Regions from separate parts of the Mus musculus genome. Here regions 2, 3, 4, 5, 6 and 7 are each linked to region 1. The links are chromatin contacts, called in public promoter capture Hi-C maps. All regions are on one chromosome and are shown on one strand. Each heading gives the region's core, a stretch centred on a gene start, on an enhancer-like site or on the middle of the called end of the contact. The rest is flanking DNA. Distances are from core to core; before and after follow the strand shown.

What was found. Promoter capture Hi-C pulls out the DNA fragments that hold promoters and counts their contacts.
Region 2: a promoter capture Hi-C map of liver shows a contact between it and region 1, with 4 times the contacts expected there. The contact joins the promoter of Lrrc71 here to the promoter of Rhbg in region 1. A contact is called at or near these places in 2 of 39 promoter capture datasets (liver and pre-B cells).
Region 3: a contact with region 1 is called in a promoter capture Hi-C map of liver, with 2.9 times the contacts expected there. The contact joins the promoter of Rit1 here to the promoter of Rhbg in region 1. A contact is called at or near these places in 1 of 39 promoter capture datasets (liver) and 1 of 9 other capture datasets (liver).
Region 4: a promoter capture Hi-C map of pre-B cells shows a contact between it and region 1, with 3 times the contacts expected there. The contact joins the promoter of Insrr here to the promoter of Rhbg in region 1. A contact is called at or near these places in 7 of 39 promoter capture datasets (the 3T3-L1 cell line, liver, pre-B cells and 2 more), 2 of 115 datasets of contacts at active chromatin or transcription factors (bone marrow-derived macrophages and pancreatic cancer cells) and 1 of 9 other capture datasets (liver).
Region 5: a contact with region 1 is called in a promoter capture Hi-C map of liver, with 4 times the contacts expected there. The contact joins the promoter of Khdc4 here to the promoter of Rhbg in region 1. A contact is called at or near these places in 2 of 39 promoter capture datasets (both in liver) and 1 of 115 datasets of contacts at active chromatin or transcription factors (pancreatic cancer cells).
Region 6: a contact with region 1 is called in a promoter capture Hi-C map of liver, with 4 times the contacts expected there. The contact joins the promoter of Sh2d2a here to the promoter of Rhbg in region 1. A contact is called at or near these places in 2 of 39 promoter capture datasets (liver and pre-B cells).
Region 7: a promoter capture Hi-C map of pre-B cells shows a contact between it and region 1, with 4 times the contacts expected there. The contact joins the promoter of Prcc here to the promoter of Rhbg in region 1. A contact is called at or near these places in 3 of 39 promoter capture datasets (hippocampal neurons, liver and pre-B cells) and 1 of 115 datasets of contacts at active chromatin or transcription factors (pancreatic cancer cells).

Annotation. Positions count from the first base shown.
Region 1 is chr3:88,253,240-88,256,023 of GRCm38.p6, reverse strand. Rhbg (Rhesus blood group-associated B glycoprotein) reads left to right here and starts at 1,340. Exons shown (of 10, transcript NM_021375.3): 1 at 1,340-1,555. The coding sequence starts at 1,378.
Region 2 is chr3:87,747,175-87,749,958 of GRCm38.p6, reverse strand. It overlaps Lrrc71 (leucine rich repeat containing 71), which reads left to right and starts at 1,336. Exons shown (of 15, transcript NM_028971.1): 1 at 1,336-1,654. The coding sequence starts at 1,495. It overlaps Pear1 (platelet endothelial aggregation receptor 1), which reads left to right. Exons shown (of 25, transcript NM_152799.2): 25 at 1-862.
Region 3 is chr3:88,715,447-88,718,230 of GRCm38.p6, reverse strand. It overlaps Rit1 (Ras-like without CAAX 1), which reads right to left and starts at 1,377. Exons shown (of 6, transcript NM_009069.4): 1 at 1,274-1,377; 2 at 761-905; 3 at 573-629. The coding sequence starts at 866.
Region 4 is chr3:87,795,573-87,798,356 of GRCm38.p6, reverse strand. It overlaps Insrr (insulin receptor-related receptor), which reads right to left and starts at 1,406. Exons shown (of 22, transcript NM_011832.2): 1 at 849-1,406. The coding sequence starts at 933.
Region 5 is chr3:88,684,392-88,687,175 of GRCm38.p6, reverse strand. Khdc4 (KH domain containing 4, pre-mRNA splicing factor) reads right to left here and starts at 1,389. Exons shown (of 14, transcript NM_028814.4): 1 at 1,289-1,389; 2 at 610-832. The coding sequence starts at 1,326.
Region 6 is chr3:87,845,352-87,848,135 of GRCm38.p6, reverse strand. Sh2d2a (SH2 domain containing 2A) reads right to left here and starts at 1,381. Exons shown (of 7, transcript NM_021309.3): 1 at 1,029-1,381; 2 at 345-499. The coding sequence starts at 1,062.
Region 7 is chr3:87,884,133-87,886,916 of GRCm38.p6, reverse strand. It overlaps Prcc (papillary renal cell carcinoma (translocation-associated)), which reads left to right and starts at 1,355. Exons shown (of 7, transcript NM_033573.2): 1 at 1,355-2,042. The coding sequence starts at 1,575.

The sequences.
Region 1 (2,784 bases), core at 91-2,590:
ACCTTCAGGGCCTAAGCCCGTTATATCCTTGTACTAGACTATCTGGTTCCAACCCTAGGACCTAGCCCAGGGTAGACACTACATGAGTATTTATTGAGTGAATGAATGAAGAAGAGAAAAGGGGGAAGTCAGGCCCTGGAGGAGTTGTAGATGAAGGGAGGTATGGAGTTAAGAGGAGGTTAAAATCAGACCACAGCTCTCTCTTCCCCTTTCTCTAGTTCTGGGGGTATAGAAGGCTCTTCCTCCCAGACCTGCTGGAACCACCCAAGCAACTACTGACACCAAGCAGGGCTCAGGAGTCACACCTGGGACAGGAGATGGCCCCCGCAGGGGGTGACCCATAGATGCTGAGTCTTTATGCTTAACCTTCCTGCTGACTGAAGAGTGATGGAGAGTCTCTGGACAGGGCCCACATGGACCAGCTGGGAGCTGTGTCACCAGAGGCTGATCTCTGGTCTTTCATGTGCCTGGCTGGACCCTTGGCACAGGAAACCAGACAGCTAGAATCCAGGTGTCCTCCCAAGTCCACAAAAAAGGCAGGGGCAGAGGCTCAGGTCCCTGCTGAGACAGTGGAAGAACTGGACAATGAGCAGAGGGTTAGCAAGCTATCCTACTGTCCCTGCACCTGTGGACTGCAGGTTTCAGAACCAAGAGTACCAGTGTCCCTACCGGCTAGAGTCCTTCAGGGACCATGGCTGTTGGAGCTGTAATCTCAGCTCAACTTAAGGTGGTAGAGGCTGGGGCCCGAGAGATGGCTCAGCAGTTAAGAGCACCCACTGCTCTTCCAGAGGTCCTGAGTTCAATTCCCAGCAACCACTTGATGGCTCACAACCATCTGTAATGGGATCTGATGATCTCTTCTGGTGTGTCTAAAAAGAATGGCAGTGTACTCATAAAATAACTAAATACATCTTTAACAACAACAACAACAACAACAAAGGTGGTAGAGTGGTAGAGGCAACTGCTTCTGAGAGGGGCCATCTGGTTTATCTCTACAGCCAGGCAACGGAAGATCTCAGCATTAATCCGATTCCTTCCTATTAACCGAGGGAAACCAGGTAGGACCTTTAAAGGATACTAGCTTCTTGGATGCCAATCTCTCACACCAGGTTTAAAGGGGCGAGTACCTTTCCCCCTCTCTCCACCCTCTGGCAGCTGGGGCACAGTTGGGGAAGCTCACACATCACCGGTGCCTCAGCGGGGCCATGGGAAACAGGACCTGACCTGCGGGGCTAATCCCTGCCAACCTCGAGCTGAGGGGTGGGGCTCCCCAAGGAGCAGCACGGCCTCCGGGGGGCGGGGCCTCACCTTTGCGGTGGCAGGAGTCAGCTTGGCCGGCACTGCCCTGCCGGAGACCGGGAGAACACAGCCGCGTTCATGGCCCGCGTTCCCCGCCACCGGCGCCTGGTCCTGCCGCTGCTGTGCCTGCTCTTCCAAGGCGCCACTGCCCTCCTCTTTGCTATCTTTGTCCGGTACAACCACGAAACCGACGCTGCCCTGTGGCACTGGGGCAACCACAGTAACGTGGACAACGAGTTTTACTTTCGCTACCCAAGTGAGTGCGGGCGAGGGCGTGGGAAGCAAAGCCTCTAAGTCCCGGGTGTGTAGGGAAGGGCGTTGATGGGTACTCCTGCCACCAAGATGACTGCCGGGGCTTTAAAATAGTCCCCTTTCTCTAGTGTCCCTCTTGTTCCAGGCACTGCTGGGGATGGCACATGCTCTATCTCAGGCTGAGGAGAGGTAAGGCTCAGTCAGAGTCAGGGTCAGACAGTAAGGGGAGCTGGGGCTTCAATCCAGTTGTAAGTGGCCCCAGTGTTAGCTACTGTCTCACCTTCCGTTGGGGCTAATTTGACTTTGTCTAGGAGTCCAGCTTGACCACAGGAAAGAGAATCTTGGTGGGACTGCCAGGTAGGGTGCCAGAGGAGACGAGGGAGAACTAGGTGTGAAATTCCCACATGTTCAGGCGTCGAAGATTGGTTTCAGCACAAACACTCCAGGTTTGAGAGTGAGAGGACCCTGGACCCATTTGCCAGTTTCAAGGCCAGTGTGAGGCGGGCTAGGGCTGTGCTCGGTGCTGCACTATTATCTCATCTCACAGTTTAAGGTGGCTGCGGGGTGCCCATTATCACCCACCAAGGATCGCACAGCTAGAATAGCGCTTACACATCATAAACTTGACCACTGACCATTTGCCTCCTGACAAGGTTCTGGACAGGGAGTTAACCCCCTCATGGAGACAGAGCATTTCCTTCGAGGTTGTAACTGAGGCACTGGACATCTGGGACCAAGCACACTGCCCCTCCCTCTAATGCCCAAGTCAACCTTCTCTAGTTCCAGTTCCTCATCCAAGTGCCAGGAAGAAGCTGGGGGTGATGGTTTGTGCCTGTAATCTCAGTGCTCCAGTAGTGGAGGAGGGATGATCTGGAGTTCAAAACCAGCCTCAGCCACACTGTGAATCTGAGACCAGATTGAGCTAACAAAACTCTGTCTCAAACGAACAAACAAACAAACAAACAAACACCAAAAAGGAGTGAGGGAAAATGTCTGTTTGAAGGGCATGCAAAAAGCAACAAGGCTATTAAACCCACTTTCTGCCGCTGAGCTGTTGACAGGCTGTCCCCACCTCACCCTGCCCTTTCCCAGCAATGGGGACATAAAGGGCTAAGGGAGACTTTGAACTGTGCCAGGAAGCACCAGACCCCCCAAACAACCACAGCACCTCCGTCTCCACAGTTCATTCCTAGTTGTGGCAGGGATTGGCAGCATTCAGGCCTCAGAGAAGCT
Region 2 (2,784 bases), core at 87-2,586, 510 kb after region 1:
GGACATAAGCTGGTGGGCAGAATGTTGTTGTACAAGTGTGATTTTAGATCGATTTTTTTTAAAAGTATGTGTTGGGTACCTTTTCTGTGTGTATGCTCAGGCAGGCTGTGTGTGTCTCTAGTTGGCTTTAGAGGGAGTCAGGTATAGGTTCTGCCTTCTGCACTTTCCATCTTATCTAGTAGTCAGCTTCCAAGCTTAACTAGTTAGAGCTCCACCAGCAGCAGGCCCTAACTACCTGCCTGCCCTTCACCCAGTAATCCTCCATGTCTTTGCTCAGAGGATTGCTCCCCGACTCTGGTGTTTGTCCTCCTGGTACGCCTTGACGGTCCTGCAGTCTCCCTTTCCCGTCTCGCTTCATTCTTTCCCAGAATGAAGGCTGTCTGCCACCCTACTTCCCAGCCCAGGAATTGGCACATCTAAGTTCAGCCTTCCTAAGTTACCCGTTGAGTCCTGCTTGCCCTTCACATATTCCACAGAACACCCACCCCACATCTGCTTCATAGCTACTCTCTTCTCCACGTACCCACAGAAGGCAGAAGTGGTACCAGGCAAGAAGATGGGATTGTTGCATTTTGTTTTGTTTTTGAGACTCTGTCTCACTATGTAGTCCTGGCTGGCCTGGAACTCAAGAGCTCTGCTTGCCTCTGCCTCTTGAGTGCTGGGTTTAACGGCTCAGGGTCACATGCACAGCTCAAGCTGCACTCCGATGTGCTTTCCCCTGTTGCTAGATTAGCGTCTGCCTCCCCCTAGTGGAGAGGCTGATCGCCAGCTCTCTGATGCAGGACTCTGGTGTTTAGGCTCACTCACTATTGGTTTCCTTGGCACAGGGTAGTCACTCAATAAATGTTCCTCTAAAAGCTGAGTGGCTGAATCAAAGTACCAGCAATACCGTGTCCCCAGTGTCCCCCAGAGCCTAGTTTGGAGCTCTCCTCAGAGATAGAGTCTCAGCAGAGAGCAGCATCCGTGCTGCTGTGGTACTGAATGAGGAGCCAAGCAACTCAAAGGGGCCCGGGATGGCGAAATGGTAAAGATGGGACCTCCTAGATCAAACCAGCAGACAAGCCTCCAGACCTCCAGGGAGCTGAGGAGAGCTGGCAAAGAACTCAGCATAGCCCGAGCCCTTACCACTTGGGCCCTTCACAAGGCACTCTCTCTCCCCTACAACCTTCTAGCTCAGTGCGTTGTCCTCTCCCCCCACAACCTCCTCTGCGAGTACAGAGAGTACAGACCATTAGGGCCCTAGCTGCACTGCCCTAGATTCCACGCATCTATGCCCTACGCCTAGCCACGCCCACTGGCTCTGGCTCTGGCAGAGTCAGGGGCCTCCACGTGCACTCTTTGCCCGTTGCTCCGGCCACAGCCCCACCCAATCAGGCTGGGTTGCCCTGGAGAGGGCAGTCGCGGAGTCGCTTGGCTGAGTGGAGATCCTAGGGGTGAGGCCCACAGAGTCCCGTTTCATCTTGCCTCTCACTCGAGGGGTCCAAAAGCACCCCTATGTCAAGTGAGCCAAGCACTACAGGGACCTCACCCAGGACTCCGCGTCCTGGGGCCCAGAAGTCATCCGGAGCAGTAACCAAGAAGGGGGATCGGGCTGCTAAAGATAAGACAGCAAGCACCCTGCCCCCGGTGGGAGAGGACGAGCCAAAAAATCCGGGTATGCTGGCGGGGCAGGGCTGGATTAATTGGACTTGACGTTTTCTTTTTTTTTCTTTTTTAAAATTAAAACTGGTCAGCAACTTGCTCTACAGACTAGGCTGACCCCGAACTCAGAGGTCTACCTATCTCCTCCGAGATCAAATGTGGATCAGCACATCCCACCTCCTCAGGGGTTGGTCTTAAAGAGTACACATTGCCTGGGGAAGCTGACGTGCACTGTAAGATGTGACAAGATAGGTCAAAGAAGGCTGAGGCAGTGGTGAGAAGATCCCGTGGGGCTGTGGGAAGGTTTAGGAACACAGCTCTATGGATATTCATTTAGACAACAGTTACTTTTGAGTGTCTTCTCTGTGGCCATGGTCACAGTTGTGCTTTGGCACGCTTAAAGAAAACTATTAAAGTTGGATTAACAGGACCATTGCTTCTCATGTTGCAAGGGACAGAACTCAGTTTGAACCAATTAAGCACAAAAGGGAATGTATCAGAAGGCATCTTGATACAAATTCGATGCTTTTGTTATTAAAGAGGGTCAGGACCCCGTTTTCCTTGCAATGGAAATAAAACACTGGGAAAAGATGCTGCCGGTCTGCCTTTTGCCAGGTGCTGTTTTCCTGTCAGCGCTAGTGCCCAGGGATAGGCAGGGTATAAGGAACTGGAGAAAAAGCATCTTTCATAGGGAAGACAGATAGGCCAGGGTTTGCTGGGCACAGAAAGCCCACACACATACTTGTGATCCCAGCACTCGGGGTACTGAGGCAGGAGGCACTAAGTTCCTTATAGAACAATACATCAAGACAGTGTGACCCAAGGGAGTAAAAGAGAAAAAGAAACGCTGGCTGTGCATGGAGGAGATGGGAAACAGAGATAGGGGCAGCAGAAAGGTGAGTGTGACTCTGAGTAGCCCAGTCCAGGGACGGTGATCATCGGCACAGGACAGTGAAGGTTTGAGAGGGTGTGTTAGGCTCCTGGGAGATGGAGTTGGTGAAGGATGAGGGGGATGGAGAGTCACCCTGCACTGCATGACCGAGTCCCAGGTTTCTAGCCTGGGATGCTAGCTGGGTGGAGATGTGGGAAGAAAGCTGGGAGAAGGGCCGTCCAGTGGCGGGCCTTCAGGTTCGAGGCTCAGCA
Region 3 (2,784 bases), core at 128-2,627, 460 kb before region 1:
TCAGGTTCCATCCCCAGGTGGGGGTGTCAGGGAGACAGATTTACCCCACTAGCATTCCACCAACCTATGACAGCCAAAGATGACAAAGACACAGGAGAAGACAGTACTATATAATGAGCTGCAAGGATAAGGAAATAAAGGAAGAGCTCTAAGTGGAAGATTGGTTCTAAGAGTTCAGCAGGCTGGCTCTACTTGTTTTTCTGCTTCCTTTTGTGGAAGTTCAAACCAGCTGACTCATCCTTCAGGGTTAGTCTCATGTCAGACCCTGAACAGTGACAGCAAGAAAAGGTTTCATTGAGTGGTCGTTAAACTTTTCCTTTAATCTAACAATACATTATATGTCCTTAAATAAAAAAGACAGTTTGTCTACCAATGTAATCTGAAGACTAAAGATAGCATAAATGTGCATATGAAGTCTAAAATAAATACTCAAATGTTTATTCTGGTCTCTAAGTAAGTATGAATTACATACACAAACAAGCTTAGGATATAAATATTACTTTTTAAGCTCTAACTCTATTGAGATACTTTCCCAGGCTGTATCTGGAAATATAAACAAGGAGCTGACTTACCAATGGTGGGGTCATGGTCTTCTGGGAATCGGTGGCTGATGAACTGCATTGTCATGGCTTCAAAACAAGAGATGCAACTCAGGACACTGTGACCAGGAAGTATTTTAGCTATCAATTTTGCACAAGAGCCAGTAACCCATCTGGGTTGCTTTTCAAACGTTGTGTGGCAAACAGAAATGGTTACCTACCACTCTTCCCAACTCCACCGGCACCCAGCATCACTAGTTTGTATTCCCGGGAGAGTGCTGCAGGGCTGCTACAGCTGCTACCAATGGGGCGAGCTCCGGACTCCATTGTCCTCCGGGGCAGTCCTGGGCCCCTGGGAAAGGCCTCCTAGAGGAGAAGGCACAGAACATTCAATCCAGGATGGAAACAGTGGGCCACAGTGAGAGCCTCCTTCTTCCGTCCCCAAACACCATGGCCTACTCTGCTCATTGCAGAACGCTAAGAAGCCCTACATCCTCGCCCTTCACAATCAGTCTCAGTCCTAAAACAGATCATAGATGTCCAAACTTACTTTTTCCAGAAAACTAAAAAGAACTTAAAACTTCAGATTGAGGCAGCGTGCCAGTAGGAAGGAGCCGGATGAGTGCAGAGCGCTGCCTGACACTGTCACGTTCTTTCACGGTGGCCGTGGCTCCCCCACTTCACCACCTTTCCCGCCACCGTCACCCCCCCGCCCTGTTCACCTGAGCCTGTACCTCTGAAACCAGCTTTGAGGCCGGGTGGTAACCCGCGTTCCTTTCCCAGCTGCGCCCCACAGCCCAGGGCCCCGCCCGGGTCCTGGAAGATGGCGCCGGTGGGCGGGGCATGACCCTGAGCCCCGCCCCCACAGCTGACAGATACTCTGCTCCGCCCCGCGCCTAACTCTAACTCGCTAAGCCCTCTGGTCACATACGAATCTCAAGGCTTGCACTTACAAAAATGGATGTTATATTAATCGAACAGATACTTTTAAAGATTTATTAATTTATTATATGTAAGTACACTGTAGCTGTCTTCAGACACTCCAGAAGTGGATGTCAGATCTTGTTAAGATGGTTGTGAGCTACCATGTGGTTGCTGGAATTTGAACTCAGGACCTTTGGAAGAGCAGTGCTCTTAACACCTAAGCCATCTCTCCAGCCACGAACAGATACTTTTAAAGTGATTAACTTAGGGCTATTTGCTGCTGGTAGAGGGAAAATATCTGTCACCAGATGTACAGCACAACAAACCCACACCCCCTCAATCTTTCCAAAATACAGAATTACATTAGGGTAGGTATGGTACTTGCTACAAAGCAGCGCTTCATTTTCCAAAAACGCTGTTACATCAAAAGCTCTTGAAACCAAAACCAGATGATCGCGGTATCCAGTTATTCTAGTTAGAATTTTTTTTTTAAAGATTTATTTATTTATTATATATAAGTACACTGTAGCTGTCCTCAGATACTCCAGAAGAGGGCATCAGATTTCGTTACGGATGGTTGTGAGCCACCATGTGGTTGCTGGGATTTGAACTCGGGACCTTCGGAAGAGCAGGTGGCGCTCTTAACCACTGAGCCATCTCACCAGCCCTCTAGTTAGAATTTTAAATTTTAAAATTATTAAGACAAATACAAGTCAGATAGGATGCAAGCACATCCATATAAACCAAGCATTTGGAAGGTGTCTGTGCCAAGCAGTACAAGGGCCACCTTGGATACCAGCTAAATTCGACATTGGGTTACATGAAACCCTGTCTTAAAAGCAGAGCTCAGGAGAGATTATCAGTAGTTAAAAACACTCCTTGCGGGGGCTGGTGAGATGGCTCAGTGGGTAAGAGCACCCGACTGCTCTTCCGAAGGTCCAGAGTTCAAATCCCAGCAACCACATGGTGGCTCACAACCATCCGCAACAGGATCTGATTCCCTCTTCTGGAGTGTCTGAGGACAGCTACAGTGTACTTACATATATTAACAAAATAAATCTTTAAAAAAAAACAAAAAACACTTCTTGCTTCTGGATTCAGTCGCTAGCACCCACACAGTGGCCCACAACCATCCAGTTTCAGGGGATCCACAACCCTCTTCTGACCATTTGCAGGCATCAGGAATACAAATGGTGCACATATATACACATAAGCAAAAACATACATATGAATAAATACACCTTTTTAAAAAGCAGATAGCTTATGCCTTTAATTCCAGCACTCCAGAGGCAGGTGTGTATCTGTTTGTGACCAGCTTTAG
Region 4 (2,784 bases), core at 157-2,656, 460 kb after region 1:
ACAAAGGCAGATTAAATGATGGCGTTATACACTTACTGTTTCCTCTTCTGTTGCTTCTTCTTTGTCCCACATAGCCCCTGGCAACCCATGAGGGGCTATTTGGTCTGCATTAGTCCCACTCCCACTCCCTAGGTGCCTTTGGTGAGAAGTGTGAATCTGAGGTATATCACTGAGTTACGGAGGAGAGGCAGTCCTCTCTCAGACAGCCCTCCTGCCCACAGTGGGACCCCAGGGTCCCCACCAACACAGATGAAAGCCTGGGGTGCCAGAGCTCAGGACTTGCCCTGGGTCTGCCTCTCCTGTCTCTGAGCCTACAATCCACACAGTAAGTCAAATTGCTTAATGGTGCCTGGTTTTCAGCTTCGATCCCAGCCTGCCTCTTATCAGTCAGTGGCCCTAGAAGCAACCTCCAATTCTCAGTCTCATTTTGGTTTAAACTCAGACTTTACTGGGATCGCGGTTTCACTAACAGCCGTGAGTTGAAGAACATCTGTTCGTTCCATTTCTAACTCCTTAACCTCTTAGGGGAGCTGAGAGAGAAAACTCTTCATATAACAGTTCTAGCTGGCAAAAAGTCCTTCTGAGAGCTGATCCTCGTCTTCCCGTCCCAATAAAGACTAACTAGGAATCAGTTGTGCTGCACACCTTCAACCCCAGCTCTTGAGAGGTGGAGGCAGGTGGATCTCTATGTTCAAGGCCGGCTTGGTCTACAGATAGAGTTTTAGGACAGCCAGGGTAACACAGAGAAACCCTGTCTGGAGACACCAAAACCAACCAACCAAAGACTAAGTTAAGTATAGGTGTTCTGGAGGGAGATGGGGGTTAGACGGACGTTGCTGGGGACTCACCCTCTAGTGTGTCCAGGCCAGATCCCAAGGACAGCAGGCTCATAAGCAAGTGTACTCCCCAGGGCCACAGAGCAGGCACTGCCATGACCTCAGCCCTGGTTGTCTTCCAGGTATCCTCCAGGGAGAAAGGAGGATGCAGACCCAGGTTCCAGTGTGAAGTGGCAGGGGTGGGGACGACGACGACACACAAAGGCAAAGGGATTAGAGATCTCAAATAGAGACCGCGGGAGATAGAAAAGAATTTCGGAACAGAGGAAACAAAGCCTGTGACAAGCAGCTAGAGACAGCCTCAGTGTGGTCCAGAGACAGATACTGGGACAGAGATGCAGATAGGAGTGGAGGAGCCTCAGAGAGGCATCCAGAGGGAGGATGATTCAGAACACAAAGATCCAGACAGTCCAGGCAGTCCTGAGGGGAGGCAGAGTGGAAGCCCCCGGTGAGCCCCGGGAGTGCCCCAAGGGGCGGCAGCGGGGTCCCGAGACACCCGCAGCACTCCACCCCGAGACACTCCGCGGACCTCCTGGACATGCAGACTTCCACTCTCGGTCGACCGGCCGCGGCTGGTGGGGCAGAAAGGCAGGGACCTCGCCCAGCTCCCGCCCTTTCCAGAAACGGATTGGTTTACGCCGCCGCCCGCCGACTTCTCTGTTCTCTCCGCCCCTCCCACCAAGTCAAGGGAAAATATTTAGCCTGTCAACTGAGGGAGGTGGGGGACAGATGTGTTGGGGAAATAAGGTTGGGGGCCAAGAACTGAGCTCTGGAACCCCTCTCTCTGTCTCAGTTTCCCTCTCTCCCCCATCCCCACCCCCCCAACCCGCTCGCTGCAGATCTGGAGGGAGCGGCTGGGCTCCCTGGCTTGATTTGCAGGGGAGTTCTGGAGTCCAACAGGTGTTTTGACATCTGCGGGGTAACTTCCCGCAGCCTGGACAGGTCGGACTCCACTGGTGAAACCTGAAGACCTCACCACTTCGACCTCACCACTTCGCCTCTCACAGCCCTTCCCAGCCTCCCGAGGCTACTTTGAACATACTTCCTTGGCGCGGGGTATGTCCCCGTCAAATCCCTTGGTTTTGGCTCAAATCCCTAGGAGACGAGTCGTTCTTCTCTCTGTGAGATTCCTCCTTCATTTGGTTACTTTTTTTTTTTTTGGTTTTTCGAGACAGGGTTCCTTTGTGTAGCCCTGGCTGTCCTGGAAGTAGACCAGGCTGGCCTCGAACTCAGAAATCTGCCTGCCTCTGCCTCCCATGTGCTGGGATTAAAGGCGTGTGCCACCACTGCCTGGCTCCATTTGGTTACTTTTAAGAACTCAGGATGCTTAGTGGGTCTCTATATATGTACTTATTCGGGGCCACTTGGAGGACAATTCATGATGGGATGATCTCTTAAACGCGACACTTATACGTGCAGTCAAGAAGGCCATTGCGCAAGACTTGCCATTTAGTGGCCTGGATGCTGGGCCTGAGACTTCCCAGGTTCACAAATACCGTGAGCCGATGGTTCCCAGCTCCCACGTCCGAAGAACTAAGAGATCTATTAATTTCTCCGCACAGAAATCGATGCTCTTGTCAGGACGGCGATCGATGCCAAGCTTGGTCTGCCTGGCCATGGCTCGGCTCTGGGGCCCCAGATGGATGGTTAGGATTGGGAACTGACCCTAAGACCAGAGGCACAGCTTAGAAAGGCTCAGAACTGCTCTTCTCCGCCCTCGAAGCCCCAGGCCGAGCGCAAACGCCGGGCGCGAGGGCTTCTAGCGCCACCCTGTGGTCTTTTGAGGACCGAGAGGTCTCCACTTTCCAATCTTCCTCCAATTGTGTTCTAAGGACTCTTCTCTCCCACTATTTTTCTCCCCAGGTTCTGCATCCAGCCATGCTGAGGCCCTCTCCCTTTCCTTACTAGGGTCTGGAGAGCGTTCACCTAACTTATTCCAAGTGACATG
Region 5 (2,784 bases), core at 140-2,639, 430 kb before region 1:
ACTTGAGAGACATACATACAAATGAGTATTTTTAAAACACTGACTTGATATACCAGAACTTCATGGATCAAAAACATATTGCCTCAAATATCCATAAAAAAAAACTGAGTTTAAGTTTCTAAGCACAAAAACTAGTCCATAAAAGTAACAAGACCAGCCAGGTGGTGGCTGCGCATGTCCTTATCCTACGTAGATGGCAGAGACGGATATCTCCCCATTAGTTCGAGGCTAAACCACGGTTCCAGGACAGCCAAGACTACGTGGACTTGTCTCGAAAAACAAAACAAGGGAACTACATCAATTAAAACTGCCTGACTTCAGGATGCAATGATGGGGCACAGCACTTGGGGGGTCAGAGGCAAGAGGCATCTCTGCAAGCAGGCCAGCCTGGTCTAAATATACAGAGTCTCTGCCTGAAACAAAAAAACCAAAGCCCATTCATTGCCTTGCAGGAACAATTTAACAAGGTATCATCTAAATACTCCCAAACGTGATCTTCACTCTAACCGGTTTCATCTTCATTAACCCCAATGACCAAGCAACTGAAAGGTGAAGAAAGGGGAGGAAAAAGAAAATCCCGAAGCGCAGAGCGTCTAGCGCTCGCAATACCTTCTCGGCCGCATTCTGAGATGGTTTCAGCTTCCCTTTGGCCATGAGCATAGCATTGATCTTGGCAGCCACGGCAGCGGCGGCATCCAAGGCTCCTGAAGGAGCGGCGGCGGTGGTGGCGCCCCCGGGGCTCGCCCCGCTGCCAGCGACTTCTCCACCTGGGGCCGTTGGCGGCAGGAAGAGAAGCGGAGCTGGCGCTGGCTGATCCCATTTGCTGCGGCGCCTACAGGTAGGAAAAGGGAAATCCTGAGGCCCACGGCCTTCCTTTGTGTAGTCTCCCCCTTCGTACACTCCATCCCGCGTCGCCTGCCATGGTCCCGAGACGTGCCCGAGATTCCTATCTAAAGCTCAGTCCCACTCCCCTTATTCCGATCCCCTTACGAAACATTTCCTTTCCAGTCACTTCCATCCGGAGACTCGGCTCGGCCGGGAACGCTCTGCGTTCGCCTTCTCCTTGGCTCGTCCTTCTAAAAGGCTCCGAGTTCCCTCCCTTCCCTCTCGCACCGCGGCCGGCCTCTTTCCGGGCGCCCGAGGCCAGCTCAACATTCTCTCCAGAACCCCGGCCTCGGCATCCGGACGCGTCCTACTAGACGGCCCGTCCGGCCCACACGCAGCCTCGCCGGTCTCCCTGCCCCGGGCCCGTGCTCGCTGCCCCCAGCCTGGCCCGCGAAGCCCTTACCCGCCAGCGGCAGGATGTGTCGCGCTCCCTGCGGACATGGCGGCCTGCTCCAGTCAACCACCCGCCAACTACCCACCACCGCCCTCCCGCCACTTCCGCCCAACGCGCTGACGCACGGCCTTTTCCGGCCGTGAGGTAAGGCGGGTCCGGTGAGGACTCTTGATTCCGATTGGACCCTCGGTGATTTAAAGCGTCTGGCGTCTCAGTGACAGGAGTGCCTGCCTGTCGACTCTCCGGCTTGCTCTCTTGCCCTTAATAAAAATGGTTGTTGGGCCTGGTTTAAAAGCGAGTTGCGGGCTAGGAGAATCCATTTTTATTGTGGGCAAGCGAGTTGCCTGGAAGACAAGTCAGAAAATGAAGCCGACTTTCTCCGCGTTCTCTTTGCTCACGTGGAGTCCCAGCCTGTAGCGGAGGAGAACCCTGCCGGCGACTTCAGCGCACTTCTCGATTCAGCTTATGAAAAAAGGAAATGATTCTTTCCAAAGTCATTTGCACAACTTCCTTTTCTTTCTTTCTCTTTTTGTTTTGTTTTGGGTCCCCCACCCACCCACCCTTAGGGATAGGAAGCTCCAGTCAGCCCGCTGCATGGGGGGGGGGGGGCTGTTCTGGTGGCCATGAGCAAAAACATTGGTTTTGGCAAACTCGTAAGCACTTGGACAACTTGTTATAAAACAAGTAAAGTTGGAGAAAAACTGCTCAGCGAGGTGGAGCTTTTAAAAAAAACGAAGCCAGGGACTGAGAGATAGCCCTGCAGACGAAGGTGCTAGTAGACAAACAACGATGTAAGTTAGATCCCTGGAGCACACAAGGAAAGTTGCTCTCTGATCTAAGAACTGTCATAATGGAGATTAAAAATCAAAAGTTATGAAATCCCCTTCTCTGAGGGCTGTGTGTTTACACTTGACTGCCTCTTCAATATACTGAAAAGCTTTGAATTCTAAGGAGTTTTGGGTGAATCTGAAAAACAGATCCTTAACGTTTATGCAAGTATTCTTCCAACAGAAAGCAAACAAACCCAGAATGCTAGCTTATAGAAATACTTACATTCCGACATAATTCATAGAATAAAATTCACTTGGGGCTGGTGAGATGGCTCAGTGGGTAAGAGCACCCGACTGCTCTTCCGAAGGTCCAGAGTTCAAATCCCAGCAACCACATGGTGGCTCATAACCATCCGTAACAAGATCTGGCGCCCTCTTCTGGAGTGTCTGAAGACAGCTACAGTGTACTTACATATAATAATAAATAAATCTTTAAAAAAAAAAAAATTCACTTAAAAGCTAAATAATAGAGAGTTTGGGCACATAATAAATAAATATACATTTGTGGTAGGGATGAAGACACTGCTCTGTGGTGTCAACCACACTAGTGTGAGAGGTGCTCCCTTGATCTTTTAGGGCTAGACTCCAAAGAGTCTTTGGCTTTTTTGACTTGGGAAAGAATTGCAGGACGAACCAGTGTGGAGCAGAGTTAAGTCCAAAGTTCAGTTGCCAACA
Region 6 (2,784 bases), core at 132-2,631, 410 kb after region 1:
GGTGACTTCATCTCTAATAAAGGAGACTGAGCTGGTGGGTGAGAGGAAAGGGGACTGAAGAAAGATCTGGAATGCTCTGGGCAAATGGACGTGCTGGCACAGCATGCAGACAGTTGCATTTGGTGTCAGTGTACTGTGTCCTGGTCCCCTGATGACTGGGCCTGAGATTTTTCAGGGCCAGAGAAACTGAGGGCAAGTGGGTAGCTATGTACGGGAGGAAGGAACTCCCCACTTCCTGCTTCCGGTCCCCAGCTTGCATTTTGACATGGGTTCATGTGCACACCCTCATCCTCGAGAGGATGGTGGTGGATGAGGCAGCTGCACCCACCTAGGTTTCTACTCACCACCGTGTGGTTAGTTCTGGGGCTGAGCTGAACCCCCTGTTCCTTCATAACTTGCATGCTGGGCCTGCTCCCACAACTCAAGTTCTGGCATCTCCCCTGGGTCAGGTTCATTGGCTGGAAGGTGTTGAAGGTTGATGAAGTAGCTTCATGATTCCCTGTTGGCACAAGGGAGGCTGGTGGGGTTTCCCAGAGGCAGGCCATCTTTCCCTCCCTTCTTTACTTCAGGCTCTTAAACATCTCCAAAGGGGCTTTTCCCAACAGGGACAGTCATGAGGACAGGAGAAGTGCAAGTGTGTACCAGGGAGGTAGCGGGTGGGAATCCCAGGGATAGGAATAAGGAGTCAAGGTGTTTCAAAGGGACTGGTGGCAAGAGAAGGGTTGTCCGTAAAGGGAGAACCCTGGGGTCTAGGCTGAGCCTCTGAGGCCTGGAAGCCCCGTAGAGAGGTAGTCCCTTAGGCCAGGCCTTCCCTTGATCTCGACTCCTCTGTCTTTCACCCTCCCATTCCAGGCTCCTAAAAATCTCTTGGGATCCTGTCCCCTGCCCTCAGGGATGCAGAGATGTGGAGCCCCAGAGATGGAGTAGAAGCAGTGGACACTAAGGCAGCTCTGGCTTGGGTCAACTGCTTAGCTGTGAAGTGGAGGCTGAGGCTCAGGAAGGGAGCAGAGAGAAAACTTTATACGTACCTTGGGGGCATGGTTGGGCCAAGCAGAACTCCATGGAAGCAGGTGTGGGTGCTCTCAAAGGAGGTGCACACTCGGCAGCTGCTCATCTCTCCTCTCCCTCCTTCCCCCAGGGACAGGAAATGTCGCTTTACCCACCTCCTTTGTCTCGAAAAGGACCCACGTCATGGAAAGTGCAGTAACACACCAGTCCTGTCTCTGGAAGCCAGGCACTTGGGGTAGTGGTGGGCTACTCTGTTAGGTGTGAGGTGTTCTTGCTATCTGACCTTTGTCCCCTTCTCCAAAAGTGTTATAAGGCTTCTCAGAGATTCATACTCAGAAGTTTGCATTGAGAAGATACATGAGGTGAGTGGGGCAGAGCTGCAACAGGAAGGATGTGGGTCAGACCTCTGGAAGGACTTTTGTGTATATACGTATATGTGTCTGTGCTTGTTCAACGTATGTGTTATACCGCAGGTGCACTTGCCTATATGTGTAACAAGGAAACTAAAGGTTGAGGCAAGTGGCTTCCCCAACCATTCTCCACCTTATTGAGACAAGGTCTTTCACTGAGCCTTGAGCTCATAATTTCAGCTAGACTGGCAGGTCAGTTAACCCCCTGGGATTCACTCATCTCCTCTTAAACCAGCACTGGGGCCACGGACATGTGCACACTGAGGTTCCTATCTCAGCCTAAATGCTTGAATAGCAGGGACTTTGCTCACAGAGCCATTGCTCCAGCTGCTGGGGACTCGGTTAGCTATGTGGGACCCACGAGACCTGGGTTAGAGAGGAGGGGCCTGATGTTCATCTTTGAGCAGATGGTGGATTTAGATTAGGGCAACACTAAGCAACCTTAGGGGATTCTCTAACTAAACAGGTCGCTGCTAGGAATGGCAGGATTGGCTGTTGGGGTTGACTCTGAGCTATCTCACAGCTTTGTCCACTGTGTGCTTCCAAGCAAGTAGTTGCTATCTTGGGAGGCTGTGGAGCTTGTAAGAGGTAGGTACCAGAGGCAGGGTATACTGGACAGGCAGGGTCTTCTGCATCTTTTGGCATCTACCCAGGAAACCAGATCCTATGACCTACACCAAAGTATTTAACAGTATTTAGAAATGCAAAAGACAGCATATCTTTTATCCCAGGCCCAGCACTCAGAAGGCAGAGGCAGGGGGATATCTGAGTTTGAGGGAAGCGTGGTTTACAGAGTGAGTTCTAGCGCTGCTAGGGCTATATAGAAAAAAAAAGTGTCTTGGAAAACAAACAAACAAATAACAAAGACCACATCTGGAATATCACAATAGCCAACACCAGACATAGCCATGGTGATAAAGACATCCTGGTGCTGGCATGAAAGGAGAGGGTTATGCCAGTGCAAGAGAGCAGAGACCATGGAAAGAAGCTCACAGAGCTATGTCCCCTTCATTTTTGACAAAGGAGACAAAAGCATATAGGCATAAATTTTTCTCAGCCTACTTTAATAAGCGTTCAACCTCCCCTCTAGCCCACCACCCACCAGAGGTAGTGGAAAAGAAATGTTATTAGGGCATGGGGAAAGTGGACCTGTTTAGAAATAGTTCTTTGGGGGTGTTTCCAATCTTCATTGTCAGGATATCAGTAATCCAGTCCAGTGGCAAACACCAAACATGAGTCAGCAGCTGCACTCCATCCATTCAGCAATCACCACTCACGAATCAGCAACTAAAGTTCAATCCCGAAGAATCCAAAAGGGTTGCCAACCTGCCAGAGGCCGAGGAAATGGCAAGAAGTTGCAGGAACC
Region 7 (2,784 bases), core at 106-2,605, 370 kb after region 1:
TCAAAGCACCCTTTCCACGTTCTTTAGCCTCCTCCCTGCCAAACTCTAGCAGCTCTTTCGTTGTTGGCTGACCTCAAAGGTTTTCTGCTCTTAGGAGCAGGGAGGTACCCACAGAGAGATGGGTTCATGTATAAAGGACATGGCAAGTAGAGGGCCCTCAGTTAGAGGGTGACAGAAGTGATCCAGAATCACAGGGAGCCAGGGAAGAGCAGTTGCACAGCACGTCATCATAGACGGGCAGTATGTGAAAAAGCCTGCAGTAAAAGTGGGTGGATATGAGGGCCATACGCAAAGGCCGAGAAGACAGCACATCCAGCCAAGAAATGAATGCCAAAGACACATGCACTGTAGGGTGGGCACAGGTGATCAACCCCTAAGAACTTGGAAGTGTACCGGGCCATAGTCTGTCCTTTTACTGAGGTAAAGTGATTAATCTCCAATTCTCCAATACCTTGCCCTAGTTTCCCGTGCTTCTCACTAGTTGCTGAGGAAGGAGCCCAAGTCCCCACACTCATGGGGATAGCGTTCATGGGAGGTGTGTACTGTTACTAGATGTATACTGGTGTATTCATTGGTTAAGAGCACTGACTCTTTTTTTTTTTTTTTTTTTTTTTTTTTTTTTTTTTTTTCTGTGAGACAGAGACAGGATTTTCTGTGTCACCTTGGCTGTCCTGGACCTCACTTCATAGTCTAGGCTGGCCTCGAACTCACAGATCTCCGCCCGCGTCTGACTTCCTAGTGCTGGGATTCAAGGTGCATGACACCACCCTTGCCATGCTCTCAGATGCCTGCGGCCTCGTTTTCTTTCTGGCTTCGCAATCTTAATTTTATAACGTACCCTAGAGCTTTGTCTTTTCTTGGGGTGCTTTGTTCTAACACCCAGGTCGACTCGGAAGCATCACTGTTTTATTTACAGGTAACTTTCCCTTTAAGCTATTTACTTTCCCAGACTTCATCACTTTCCCGACAACACTTGCAGTTTCTAAGGGTACCACAGCTCCCATAATCCTTAGCTGCTCTGAGGAACTTCAAGTACCGAAATGCTCTAAATGCTTACGTGCTACCGCGCTGATCCATGGGGCTTGTAGTAACATAGGACTTGAAAGGACACACAACAACAAACAAACAAACAAACTACGAATCCCAGGAATCACTGCATCAGAGGAAGCTTTCGCTCAGTCTTTCTGCGCACCCTTTACGCCACCTTTAGACTGCAATTCCCGCCATGCTTTGCACTGAGTTCCCGGAGGTAGAGAATGGGGTTGTTGCTAAAGTCTTCTCTGGGAATTGTAGTTCTTAAGTCTGTGAGGTGAGTAGTAGGCGGAGTGACTCGGCGGCCATTAGGTGTGTGTAGTTGCTTGGTGCTAGGAGCTTAAGTGTAGCGGGAATTCTTACTCGGTGGAAATCAACCCTAGCCATGGGTTCCTGCCGGGGATAGTTCTAGAGCACGGAGCAGGAGGCGCTTTTCGGTTCCCCGCCTTGCCCGCTGGTAGGGCCTACTAGGCCGCCGGGACATCCCGGGTCTCAAGTAGGCCTAGTCTGCCAGCAAGGGCGTCCCAAAGGCGGGAGGCGCCATGTCTCTGGTTGCTTATGCCAGCAGCGACGATAGTGAGCCGGATGAGCCGGAGCCGGAGCCGGAGCCGGAGGAAGAGGATGTGGCGGCTCCTATGCCAGGGCCCACTTTAGGAGGCCTGTTCGCTTCTCTTCCTGCACCCAAAGGCCCGGCCTTGCTGCCCCCGCCCCCCCAGATGCTGGCCCCAGCCTTCCCCCCGCCGCTCCTGCTGCCCCCGCCCACCGGAGACCCCAGACTGCAGCCGCCTCCGCCGCTGCCCTTTGGCCTGGGCGGCTTCCCGCCACCTGCAGGAGTGAGCCCTGCTGAAGCTGCGGGAGTTGGAGAGGGGCTGGGGCTGCCATCGCCTCAAGGCCCTGGGCTCAGTCTGCCCCCAGCTGTGGGCGGTGTCGGACCCCCCTTGGGCCTTCCCAAGCCAAAGAAGAGAACCGAACCGGTTAGGATAGCGGCGCCGGAGCTGCAGAAGGGCGATGTGAGTATGGAGGGGGGGGGCACCTCAAGTCCCATTGGGCTGGAGTTTAGGGGTAGGAGGGACTTGTAACCATAATGGAGCTCGACAAACGCATCCGTTGACTCCGAGCCGCTGGAATCCTCTTAGAAGGCGGTTAAATTCACCTGAACTTGCCTGCTTTGGGGAGTTAGGGTATTGGCCATGAGGCATTCTGGAACCTGGGACTTCCTTGCAGAAAGGGATGCGTGGTATCCTTGGTACTGACAGGCTTAAGGCGCATGCATGGAGACAATTCTTTCCCTTTCAGCATCTTTATCTCAGTTGGCTTCTCTTCCCATATTGAGGGCAGGTTAAAAGTGGCGCCTGAAGTGACAGCTGGTGGGACTAAAGTGCTCCTGTTGAACATCCAGGACCAGCCTTATCCTTTGCCCCATCTCTAAAATAAGAAGGCTGGAAGGAGGTAAAGGACATGAGTGGAGTTAGAGAAGAGATGGAATGTTTACTTATTTTGACATGGTTCTAGTATTGTAACCCAGGCTTTTCTTGAATCACTGTGTAGCTCAGCTTGGGCTTCAACTTGTGATCCTCTTGTCTCAGAGTCCAAGTGCTGGATTAAAAAGTGTATTACACTATCCCTGGTATAAGAAATTGAGTATTGCCTCTCCCTCACCCCCACACACAATGGGAGTTGGACTTGTAGCCTCCCTCACACATAGTAGGTAAATGCTCTTCCACTGAGCTACAAAACCCAGCCCTGTTTCCA